Linked DNA regions of Mus musculus: regions 2, 3 and 4 are each linked to region 1. Evidence: chromatin contacts called from public Micro-C and promoter capture Hi-C data. All regions are on one chromosome and are shown on one strand. Each heading gives the region's core, a stretch centred on a gene start, on an enhancer-like site or on the middle of the called end of the contact. The rest is flanking DNA. Distances are from core to core; before and after follow the strand shown.

The links. Promoter capture Hi-C pulls out the DNA fragments that hold promoters and counts their contacts. A called contact is a pair of places that touch in the nucleus more often than the background predicts.
Region 2: a promoter capture Hi-C map of pre-B cells shows a contact between it and region 1, with 6 times the contacts expected there. The contact joins the promoter of Ifi214 here to the promoter of Fmn2 in region 1. A contact is called at or near these places in 6 of 39 promoter capture datasets (the HPC-7 cell line, hematopoietic stem and progenitor cells, hippocampal neurons and 3 more).
Region 3: a promoter capture Hi-C map of hematopoietic stem and progenitor cells shows a contact between it and region 1, with 3 times the contacts expected there. The contact joins the promoter of Ifi207 here to the promoter of Fmn2 in region 1. A contact is called at or near these places in 2 of 39 promoter capture datasets (hematopoietic stem and progenitor cells and pre-B cells).
Region 4: a Micro-C map of embryonic stem cells shows a contact between it and region 1, with 2.5 times the contacts expected there. The contact joins the promoter of Rgs7 here to the promoter of Fmn2 in region 1. A contact is called at or near these places in 3 of 39 promoter capture datasets (cranial neural crest, hippocampal neurons and pre-B cells), 2 of 484 Hi-C or Micro-C datasets (both in embryonic stem cells) and 2 of 115 datasets of contacts at active chromatin or transcription factors (astrocytes and neural tube).

Annotation. Positions count from the first base shown.
Region 1 is chr1:174,500,166-174,503,262 of GRCm38.p6, forward strand. Fmn2 (formin 2) reads left to right here and starts at 1,660. Exons shown (of 18, transcript NM_019445.2): 1 at 1,660-3,097. The coding sequence starts at 1,881.
Region 2 is chr1:173,534,414-173,537,218 of GRCm38.p6, forward strand. It overlaps Ifi214 (interferon activated gene 214), which reads right to left and starts at 1,544. Exons shown (of 5, transcript NM_001024721.2): 1 at 1,259-1,544.
Region 3 is chr1:173,740,201-173,743,163 of GRCm38.p6, forward strand. Ifi207 (interferon activated gene 207) reads right to left here and starts at 1,609. Exons shown (of 8, transcript NM_001204910.1): 1 at 1,388-1,609.
Region 4 is chr1:175,491,231-175,494,286 of GRCm38.p6, forward strand. Rgs7 (regulator of G protein signaling 7) reads right to left here and starts at 1,315. Exons shown (of 18, transcript NM_001347195.1): 1 at 1,031-1,315.

The sequences.
Region 1 (3,097 bases), core at 410-2,909:
AGCTCTCTGTCCTCCCCTCCCCCTTTGTCTCCTGAACTTCTTGGGTATATCACAGAAGAGAATAGCAAAGAAACAAACAGGTCTGAATCAAAGTTGCTCTGCTAGAGAAAGAGCAAGAACCAAGAATCAAGTATCTCAGTATGCAGCATTCAAGGAGGCCGAGAATTCTAGTGGCCTACAGGCAAAGTGTGCCCTGGGGCAGCCTGCATTCTAGAAGAGAGGAGCCAGTAGTCTTGTGAAAGAGGTGAAATAAAGGCTTTTCAGGCTCTCGGGATCCCTTGGAGACTGAGATATTACGCTGGCACAGTTATTAAAGCTGAGTTCTTCAAACTGTTTACTCAAAAAGGCCACCTAAGGACATCAGTCCACCTGCTCCAGTGAACACTTGTTTTAAAGATCATAGTTTGAGAAAGGATGGTAATTGCTGTCTGGATTTCCAACAAAGAGTAACATTGTTTTACAAATGCTACTTTTATGATTTTTTTTTGCTTTTATTGTTTGCAGCCTTTTAAAATACTAATGAAGCTTTAAGACATTTAACAAAAACTATAGTTTAATGTCATTAAAATAAAGAGGACAATTCACAGTAAGAAAAAGTGATTGTTATCTAGGTCTAAAACTTAGGAAGCCCTGGCCCTGGACAAAGTGTGCTTGGATGGGTTTGCTTGAGAAACTGGTCATCCTTTATAGCACAATGTCTAATTTCCTGTGTTTGTACCAAGGGCATTTTTTTTTCTTTTTCCTTTTATACAGCATCACATTGTGACATGTTTAATATTGATGAGTTTGACCTCCTGGGAGTTATAATTCATGCACCCCTTTTAAATACAAATGTTGTCTAATTTATATGGTAAACACATAGAATTTTGGAGATTAGCATGTTAATCAGCTTTAATCTCAGTATTTTCAGCATCCCCTACCTCTCTTTTCTCTGTCCAGAAAGGTCTCACAAAACCACTTTGGAAATGGCAGTTAACGTCCTGTTCTTGAAGAGGCTTGTGTATCAGGCAGAGAGTCTGGGGAAGGAACCTTTCCCTAAGTAGCATGTTCACAAACCTTAAGAGTGTGCAAAGCCATGGTCAAGTATTTAAGGGACAGGACAGACAGGACAGTCCACCCATTCAACAAGTATTTGAACTGGAGCCATACAGAAGTTCTCTCTCTCTCTCTCTCTCTCTCTCTCTCTCTCTCTCTCTCTCTCTCTCTCTCTCTCTCTCTCTCTCTCTCTGTGTGTGTGTGTGTGTGTGTTCCTGATGTTATGGTACTTCTGACCTGGAATTAGGCTTCGATTTTTCTCCTGTGTTTTTCTCTTTGCAGGTCTGCGAGCTTTGAAGTTTCATCAAACTGTTCCAACATTCCAGTTCTTGAAAAGAGGGCAACATGTTTTATTTTCAAGGTGGAGATGAAGGTCCCAGAGATAACCTGTCAGAAAGATTCTAAATTCGATCTAGTCTGGGATACATAAAGACAGCTCCTGCTGTCCCCACCCCCAATTATGAAGTACTAGAGATAGACGGGTTTTCCTACTTGGTTGCAGGAGGAGCCAAAGGGGGCACTGAAGGGGCGGCGGCGGTGGGCGGGGAGCCAGGCCAAGGCTGAGTCCTGTGCAGCCATTGGTGGGGAGTGCGCGCTGAACTGAGCATGTTCGCGCCCGCCAGCCAGGGCCGCAGCCACAGCCGCAGGGACGGCAGCCGGGAGAGCCACCGCGCATTATGCAAAGCGGCAGCAGATGTGAGCGGGGCCAGCTGGGCGCTCCTCGGCCTCCGCTCCCAACGGCCGGCCCAGCTGCCTGAATTGTCCCGGACACTCCCCTGGCCCTCTCCAGGGCCGAGATGGCCTGAGGACCCCAAGGCGCGGCGGCGCAGCAGTGGGGTTGAAACATGGGGAACCAGGATGGGAAGCTGAAGAGAAGCGCAGGTGATGCCTCCCACGAAGGCGGCGGAGCCGAGGATGCCGCGGGGCCCAGGGATGCGGAAATCACAAAGAAGGCGAGCGGGAGCAAAAAGGCGCTTGGCAAGCACGGCAAGGGGGGAGGGGGCAGCGGGGAGACCAGCAAGAAGAAGAGCAAGTCCGATTCTAGAGCCTCGGTGTTTTCCAACCTGCGGATCAGAAAGAACCTGACCAAGGGGAAAGGTGCCTGCGACTCGCGAGAGGATGTGCTGGACTCACAGGCCCTGCCGATTGGGGAGCTGGACAGCGCTCACTCTATAGTCACCAAGACCCCGGACCTCAGCCTCTCCGCTGAGGAGACAGGCCTATCGGATACCGAGTGTGCTGACCCTTTCGAGGTGATCCATCCCGGTGCTTCTAGGCCTGCTGAGGCTGGGGTAGGGATCCAGGCGACCGCGGAGGATTTGGAAACTGCGGCTGGAGCGCAAGATGGACAAAGGACCAGTTCTGGTTCAGACACGGACATCTACAGCTTCCACTCCGCTACGGAGCAGGAGGATTTGCTCTCAGACATCCAGCAGGCAATTCGTCTGCAACAGCAGCAGCAGCAGAAGCTGCTGCTCCAGGACTCCGAGGAGCCTGCAGCGCCCCCCACTGCCATCTCCCCTCAGCCTGGGGCCTTTCTGGGCCTGGACCAGTTCTTGCTGGGACCTAGAAGCGAGGCTGAAAAGGACACAGTACAGGCACTACCGGTGAGACCTGACTTGCCTGAGACCACCAAGTCTCTGGTGCCTGAGCATCCTCCGTCCTCCGGAAGCCACTTGACCTCCGAGACACCAGGTTATGCGACCGCCCCCTCCGCAGTCACAGACTCTCTCTCATCACCAGCCTTCACCTTTCCGGAGGCTGGGCCAGGGGAGGGAGCCGCCGGAGTTCCCGTGGCTGGAACTGGGGACACAGATGAGGAGTGCGAGGAGGATGCTTTTGAGGATGCCCCCCGCGGCTCTCCAGGGGAGGAATGGGTCCCAGAGGTGGAAGAAGCCTCACAGAGGCTGGAGAAAGAGCCGGAGGAGGGCATGCGAGAATCCATTACCTCCGCAGTCGTTTCTTTGCCTGGAAGCCCTGCGCCCAGCCCACGCTGCTTCAAACCTTACCCACTCATCACCCCCTGCTACATCAAGACCACCACTCGGCAGCTCAGCTCTCC
Region 2 (2,805 bases), core at 294-2,793, 970 kb before region 1:
CAATGGGACCCCAATGGAGGAGTTAGGGAAGGACTGAAGAAGCTAAAGGGGTTTGCCATCCCATGGGAAGAACAACAATATCAACCAAACAGAACCCCCAGAGCTCTCAGGGACTAAACCACCAACCAAAGAGTATACATGAAGGGAACCATGGCTCCAGCTGCAAATGTAGCAGAGGATGGCCTTATTTGGTATCAGTGGGAGGGGTGGTTCTTGGTCCTGTGAAGGCCCAATGCCCCAGTGTTGGGGAATGGCAGGGCAGGCAGGCAGGAGTGGATGGGTGTGTGAGGGAGTACCCTCATAGAGGCAGAGGAAGAGGGGATGAGATAGTAGGTTTGAAGAGGGGAAACTGGGAAGGTGGATAACATTTGAAATGTAATAAAATAAAATAAAAATAAAAATAAATAAAAAAGAAGTACATCTCTTGATTGTTAAAAATAAGTAAAATCTTTTGCAGTGATTTAGAAAGTTTAGCTACAATAATTAATAAACTTAGCGAGCCTGGTCTAATGTTCACAGAACTTTGAAATCAATTAAGAGCTTCTATCCAAGTCCTCTGCTGTGGTACACGTATTCTTCAAACTGTTCTATAAATGGGCAAGATACATGTGTTCTAATTAACTTTCCATCACTCTATTACACTTCACCATTAGAGAACCAAAAGGAAAACAAAATGGCCAAAAACAACTTTCGTGATGGTAGAAATTACCAATAATGGAAATACCACCTTTAGAAAGGTGTGAAGAAGAGAACAAACAGAATGTGTTTGGGAAATGGTTAAACCATTGTGTGTTTATATATTATGATCCTGAGAAACTTCCTAGTGATAGGATACTAGAAAATTCATTTCATGTCCAGAGGCAGTTTTTATTCACAATAATTTTTCATGTCACTATCTTGGCTTTTTCCCACTCACCCACAGATCCCAGATAACCATGAACTCCCTATCCGAGCTAATTATAGCCTTCACATTATCCACTTATTCAGATTTATACTTAGAAAGTTCATTAAACAATCTAAAATATGCAAAATGTTTTATTCTTAGCTCATTCCTCTGTGGTGGAGGACTAAAGATGTCTGCCATCTTTTTGAGTGACTGACCCTAATCCGGCTGCTGTGGGCTCACTGCTGAGTGCAGCAGGCACCAGATCAGCACTGCCTCCTCCACAAGAACCAGCAAAGGTCTTTTCACTGTCCTTGTTGTTTTTACAGATGTAGCCAATATCTACCATATCTACAGAAAACAGGTAGAACTCACCTTGCTGGATGTTTCTCTAAGGATGTAAAGCTGAGATCTTCTACAGGGCAGGACTAGAGGCTTCTCCACTCCTCTTCCTCCTCTTCTCTTTTGTCCTTCTTCTTCTTAAAGTTTGTTGGGGACTGGGAGGAGTTGGTGTGTGTGTGTGTGTGTGTGTGTGTGTGTGTGTGTGTGTGTGTGTGTGTGAAGAAGATAAACCAATAAATCTCTTGGGAACTGGAAAATGTAATCTACAGAAATTCTCAGGTTAGACTCACTCCATGGACTGAGGCTTGCTGAATGTCTCAGCTGGGTGTTGTTTTGTGGGCAGAAGAGCTAAGAAATAGCAAGTTCTCCTCCCAGCAGAGTGCATCGCTTTCGATTTCCTCAGAGACTGAAACTCGACAGTTTTTTCCTGTATACCTTTTAGTCACCATAAGAAAGTCAGAGACAGTTACACTCCATTGATATGTTTTGCTTTTCTTACAAATCTTACAGGTACAAGAACCAAATATAAAAGCTCTGTATCCAACAAACTCACAAGGGAGTCACCAGGAATGTGCTCTCTTTTAAATAAAGATGAATCCCCAAAAGGCAAAGCTAAGTCACCAGGTCTCTTTCTTTCCTGCTCAGGATGCAGATGGCAGCAGGAGAAATTGGCAATTGCTAGCTGCTCTTGAATGAATTTCAAAAAAGAAAAAATAATCTGAGATGAAATTGCTTTTGGTTTAAACACTTCACTCCTTTGTTAGTTCCCTGGACTTTCCAGAGTACCAATGTTGTTAGAAACATAGGACTCCAACCTCACGTAAGCAGAAAGGATTTTGGCTTTAGCTTTCCTCTTTTCTGTTACTACTACTACTACTACTACTACTACTACTACTACTACTACTACTACTATTGTTAATTTATTTACTTTTAAAGACAGAGTCTCACTGTGTAGTCTTGGCTGGCCAGGAACTCTCTCTGTAGACCAGGCTCAGTTTAGGTTTAAATCTTTTACCCGGCTTTGGAAAGTAGTATTCTTTAACTGGTGATTGCCTTAGTTAAGAACTTTTAAAAACATGCCATCCTTTCATGTTTCCATCATTGGGAATTGCATTACCTTGAAGTATTTCTGAAACAATGTAGATGACTAGAAACTATGGATTTGCTGACTAGGTGCCATTTTCACTAGTTTCTTAGACTACATAAAATACTAATTAATCTCAAAAAGGAGAGAAGGGGAAGGAAAGCCAGAGAAGCTTTTCTTGGGAGAGCTAAGCCACTGGACCTGTGCTGTGTCTCCACCATTGATTCTGATTGCAGTCCTTTATTCATGGTGGATGGAGGTTGGAAAATACCATCTTTATCTTTCTTTTGTTTGGCCAATGTAGTTTTTCCTTTTCCTTTCTTCATCTTTTGAACTGATGTAGTAAAGAAAGGCCAGGGGAAGTTGATCCTACTGTTTCCGCTCAGTTCCTGCTTATGTCTCAGTGGATTTGCCTATCCCTGCTGCAGAAGCCCAACATAGCCACAAGGTAGCCAAAGGTACCAAGCTGGGACAAGCACTGTGGACAGTCTTTGTA
Region 3 (2,963 bases), core at 359-2,858, 760 kb before region 1:
TAGACAGGGTTTCTCAGTGTAGCCCTGGCTGTCTAGGAACTCACTTTGTAGACCAGGCTGTCCTGGAACTCAGAAATCTGCCTGCCTCTGCCTTCCAATTGCTGGGATTAAAGGCATGTGCCACCACTGCCGGGCTCTGAAAGAGTAATTTAAAAACACCAAAATTCTGCACTAGTATAGTTAAGGACCATCCAAGAAATTATCATAAAACCAAGAAATTATCATAAAACCTGGAGGCTCACTACTTAATAATGAAAAATTTCAACCCAAGAAAATGAAACAATTTTAATTATATAATTACCAAATAATAACAGACTTTAGTTTTATAACTACATCATTCTCATGACATTAAATAGTAAAATACAAAGTTAATCATAGACATTTAAGAGGGGCATGGTAGTGGATGTCTATGATTAAAGGCCTCCAGAGGCAGAGGCAGAGGCAGAGGCAGAGGCAGAGGCAGAGGCAGAGGCAGAGGCAGAGGCAGAGGCAGAGGCAGAGGCAGAGGCAGAGGCAGAGGCAGAGGCAGAAGAGGAAGAGAAAGAGGAAGAGGCAGAAAGACTGTAACTATGAGGGTGGCCTCAGCTATGTGCCAAGTTATAGGCAAACCTGGCTTGGATAATGAAATTATTTTTCAAACAGTAATAATAACAAGCAATAATACATATATAAACAGGAATGACATTGACTAATCATGACTATGGTTTTAAATTTATGCATATCTCAACTACTAAAAACTTAGGCAAAACACGATAAAAATATTAGAAAAATTTTAGGAAAAATTAATAACAATGAACAAGATTAACTTTAGCCCATTAGAAATCACCTCCAGCATGGAATGAAGAGGAGAGTATGACAAATATTGACTCTAACATCTGATACAAGAGGGAGCTAAGAGGAAACCTAAACATAAAAATGTCAAGACACTATTTAAATAACTGTATTAACAAACGTGGGACATTTTCTTCTACAGGCTAATGAGAGTTCTCAAGTTTTGTATATTCACAAAACTGGAAAGTATATTCATATTAAAGTGTGGTTTTCATTTAACATTATTTTAGTTATCATTTTTCTTGTTTCTGTCTTGTCTTTTACACAGTCATTCACCACAAACACCTTGCTCCCAAGTCTTCTCTAGTGAAGATAAATGAAGACCATTGATAAGCACTAACTCATGAAAAGTCATAGGAGTAGAGGTGGCACCTTTATTCTGACATGTGCTGTCTTCCTAGTGAAACATTTGAAACCAGCTAGAGCAGGTTCAACGCTGTGATTGCAGCTGGGACCAGCCCTGGTCCCCTCACCCCCCAACACTGATTTTTTTCTCTGTTCCTTTATATTTCATAGATAGATCTGACCACAAATTTAAGAAACAAAGAGAACTCACCTCCTTGGATATTTCTGCTGCGATGTACAGATCCTGAGACCTTCAACAACACAAGAAGTGGCCTGCTTGGCTCGAGTAGGTAGGTAGATCAGGTAGTAAATGAGAAACTGAAGCGTGGGGTGTAAAGGAAGGCACTAGTGATTAGGACACTCTCAGAGTTGTTTTTTGAGCAGCATTGGCTATCTCTCTGTGCTGTCTCCCTTGGGTGAGCAGTGCTGAAACAGCCAGGACTCCTCCCAGTTTTGTTCTTAATTTTCGATTTCCCTGGCTAGGGAAACCTCTTAACTTCCTGAAAACACTGTGGTCACTATGAAAAAAAATCACAGCTTAGTCAGGCTCACATGATTTTCTGACAAATCTCACTAAATAAGAACGTCCTAACCTTTTGACTTTTGTAGCAAATGGATGTACACTGGCCACTAGACACAAAACTCACATGCATGGTGTACCTATACCAAGGTGTTAAAACTAGCTAAGCAGGGTTCTGCTCTACTTAGATAGGAGTCGTGGACAGCTAAGGTGGAGTTTTTATTGTAGTAAAGTACTCAAGACCCAGGAAATAGTCTAATATCCCCAGGGTTTGCAAGTGCCAAACTCTTCAGAAGCCAGAGACTTGTGGCTCTGAGATTTTGGATTGGAGACTTATTATTCTGGGATTTAACCATCAACTGCCAACCTGGCATTTGGAAGTTTTCATAATTAACTTCTGAAAGCAGTGGATCAAAGACAGTTGGAAACAGACAGTGCCTTTGTGATCCTGGCACCTTGAGAGTGGCTGGTGTCACAGCTCATTGACTGAGGTGCCTTAGTCCTTGACCCTCAAGGATTGGCAGCTGTCTGCAATGTTCCTGGTTGTCAGTCAGCAGTATCTCAGTCTTCAGTTCCTCATAGCCCTGGGTAACTTTCTCTCTGACACCCCTGTGTCAGCTCCAGATGTTCTCTGGATTTCTTCAGCTGATTTTTCGTCACAATGACCACTGTCATGACTACCTCTGTTTCCACTCCTCTATTCTCTCTTTTAAAATTTTTATTTAATCTTCTTTTTCTTACACTCCAGGTTTTATCCCCTCCTGATTCAACCGCTGGGTATTCCCAATCCCATAGCCACTCCCTGAGCCCTGTGTCTCCATAGGATTCCCCAGCCCCTACCCCCCATCCCACCAGACTTCCCCATTCCCTGGGGCCTTCAGTCTCTTGAGCATTGTATGCATCTTCTCTGGCTAAACCAACCCAAAAAATATAAAATACCTTGGTGTGCAAATATCTGATATGCAGATAGTTTTAGGCAATCCCCCAAGGAGTTGGAACCTGTAGGTTCAGAACAGATAAGTAGAAGAGGGTATCTCCACAGTTCTCTGTTAAATAGGACTTAAGATTCAGCTCAACCAAGATGAGAAAAGACAAAGCTAGAGTGAATTTGGCTGTTGTGGTAGATGGGAGTAAGTTCTATATGGAAGAACTGAATTGGGAAGGTAGCAGGTGCTCTAAGATTCCAATGATGAGACAAGAATGGATGAGGAAAGGAAGGCAGAGGTAGCTAATGTGTATTTCAGTCAAGTACGGTAGCTGTGCTATT
Region 4 (3,056 bases), core at 65-2,564, 990 kb after region 1:
ACATCCGCCAACACACACACACACACACACACACACACACACACACACACACACCTTCATGTTCACAGTACCCAAACCACGGGAAGAATTCTTTCATTTCTGGGATGAGGAGAACACCAGACATGGAGTTTTTCTTTTTTAAAGAAATACAAAGGCAGAAGTTTACATCTGTAGTAGCCCCAGGAAATCTCAACAGACAACCTTCCAGTTCGAAATAGTCAGCTAGCTAAGGTTTTTGTGGACTTCATTTTGTGAATACTCTCTTTTTAAAAGTATTAGGTACTTACTTAAAAACCCCATGGTTGGCACTTCCCTAATACCCACTGTTCTCCCTGGATACTTGCTGCTCCACTTGATGCGGTTCTCCCCAAAGGGCAGAAAGCCAACACCCGCTGCAGCCCACTTTCTCCTAGTAGCCAGCTAGTTTCCCATGGCAGGCGCGACAGAGGCCCCTTCCCCACAAGTGTTCTTTTCAGGCACATGTTTGTTCTCCATTTCTTGGGCTCCCCACACAGCCTGGGCATACATAGGCTTTTCCACTTTCACCTGCTTTCACTGCCAGCCCATGGCTCCTCTGTGCTCCCACCTCGGTGCGCTAAGTCTGGACCTGATCCTGACTAATCTTTGGAAGAAAGCTTCCAAATTAGGTCCAAGCAACCCAAGGCTGATGGGAAGTCAAGCCTTGAGCAATCACCTGGCTCACCTCCGAGAGCAAGCTAACTGCACAAGCCTGGAACAATCAGCCAGAAGAGCAGAGAAATCTGGGTCCCAGCTCATCCTGCTCGGCCCTTGCTCTCGGAGGCAGCAAATGGCAGGCAGCCTTGCCCCTCATCCAGGCACTGGCCACACCGGGCAGCAGTTTCAGCACCGTGGACCGCGGCGTGCGCAGCGCCCCAGCCCGGCCGGCCGGGCGCGCCACTCATTGGGGACCGTGACTCCCGTCGTCGCAGGGCGAGGACCGGGTGCGGGACCAGGGGTCCCGGGGACTCCAGGTGGCGCCGCCTCCTCCCCTTCCGCTCCCTCCGGTTACCTCCTCGGCCAAGGTCACGGCCCCGCGGCTCCCCTCCGGGTGTGCTGAGGGCAGGCGCTGTCAGCTGGCTGCGAGCGGAGCTGCGAGGCAGGGCAGCCTCATCACACTCGCGCTGCTCAGGCCACCGCCACCCTCGCCGCGGTGCACAGGCGGCCCCGGCAGCCGCCGCTCGCGCCCGCTCCCCCGGGCCGCCTCGCTCGTTCCCTCCTCCGCTTCTCCTCCCGGGGACTGGGACCAGTCGAGCGCGCGCGGGAGTCGAGACGCCTGGCCCGTGCGCGCGCGACTGGGAGGAGGGAGGAGGCGACAGTCACGTGGGACAGGGACGCCCGAAGGTGCCGGCTCGGACGGGCTCGGCTTCGCCGCCGCCACACCCCTGGGTGTCCCCGGCCTCCCGACCCCGCAACCCCTCGGGAGCACAGGCCCTGTCCCCCGCGCTGGCAAGCCCACGCGCCGCCGCAGGCCTGGAGAGCCAAACTGAGCTAAGCAGGAGGAAGGGCTTGGCGGAGGGTGGGTGGATGGGTAGGTGGGTGAAAGGGTGGGTGAGTGGGTAAATGGATGAATGGATAAGGCCCCCTGCGGCTGGCAGGTCTGCATCGCGCTCCTGGCGACCCTGCTGGCAGAACTAGGGAAGCAAATGATTGATAATCCTTATGCTTAAGTAACAGCCCAGAGAGATGCTGGAATATCCCAGAAGTGAAAGCAATGGCCAGGACCAAATGACTCATTGGCAGGCCCCCTTCCTCACTCCAGCCTGTTTGCCCATGACTTTCACTGCCTCCTATTAAGTTGGAAATACCGGGAAGGAATTTGGAGGCCTCTACCAAAAGCGAACAATCTCACCACCTGTGACATTGAAGGCCCATGGCTGATGTCTGGCTGGTCTAACCTACTGGGCTCAGAGAAACTTGTCTTTAGTCCTTGTCCTCTACTGGGGTTCACAGAATCACAAAGGGTCTGGGGTTGCTGATACCCCGAACCCCAGAAATTCTTCAGGTTTCCGGCACTAATTTTTCAAGGACTGGGAAGACATTAAAGAAAAAAGTTTTTGTCCTCGTGAAATGTACCCAGCTTTCTGGGACATTAGGAAGTTGTGGGAATCTGAACATCTGAGAAGGCTTCCTCTATAGGACTGAGGATAAAGACGATTTAGCCAGTGTGATTTGTGTGTGTAGGCGGACTAAACCTAAGGCCCCTGCCAATGAGCTGCATCCCATTCACAACCCTCTCTACCAGCACCTTCGTTTGTTTGTTTGTTTGTTTGTTTGTTTTTCACTTTTGAGACAGCGTCCAACCAGGCTGGTCTTAAACTCAGTTTAGCCCAAACAGACCTTAAATTCAACATTCTCCTGCCTCAGCCTTCCAAACAGCTGGGATTACAAACCGGTGGCACCAGAATTGGCTATCCAGTGCCATCTGTGGCTGCTTCTCCAAGCAGGGTAAACCTTAATATAACTGCTATCCAAATATCTGTGGGTACCAGTCACGTTTCCAGCCTCACCCAGGCTCTTTCAGGTGTCATTCAAAGTAGCATTTATCTATCCGTACCCATGTTCTAAATACTACAGGATCACGTTCCCAGGCCAGGTTACCCACAGCCATGTCTGACTTCTCTCCCTACTTTCCATCAATTTCCCCAAATCTTTCCACTGTTAGGGAAATTCTCTTTGTTTCCATTCTCTCCTAATAGTTTCTTGGTGGTCTTACTCTAGCTGAAACCGGCTGCTCTCTCTTCAGCCCCCTGCCTCCCTTCCTTCCTTTCCCCTTGCTCTCTCTACTGTCTGGATACTCATGTGCTTTTAGATATAGATAGATATGGAAAAAGTCACTGGGTGTGCTCACCACTTTGCCCTAAATGAAATGGCCTGAAGGAGCCTGTAAGGATAGTTACAGTTGCCAGGAAAGAACTAAGGAGGAAGATTCAATTCAGGAGACAACTCATAACTCTATCAGTATGCAATATTATATTTATCACCTTACAATTTCCAGGGACTCGCATTATTCAGATCTAGACTAGAAGAAATAGCCT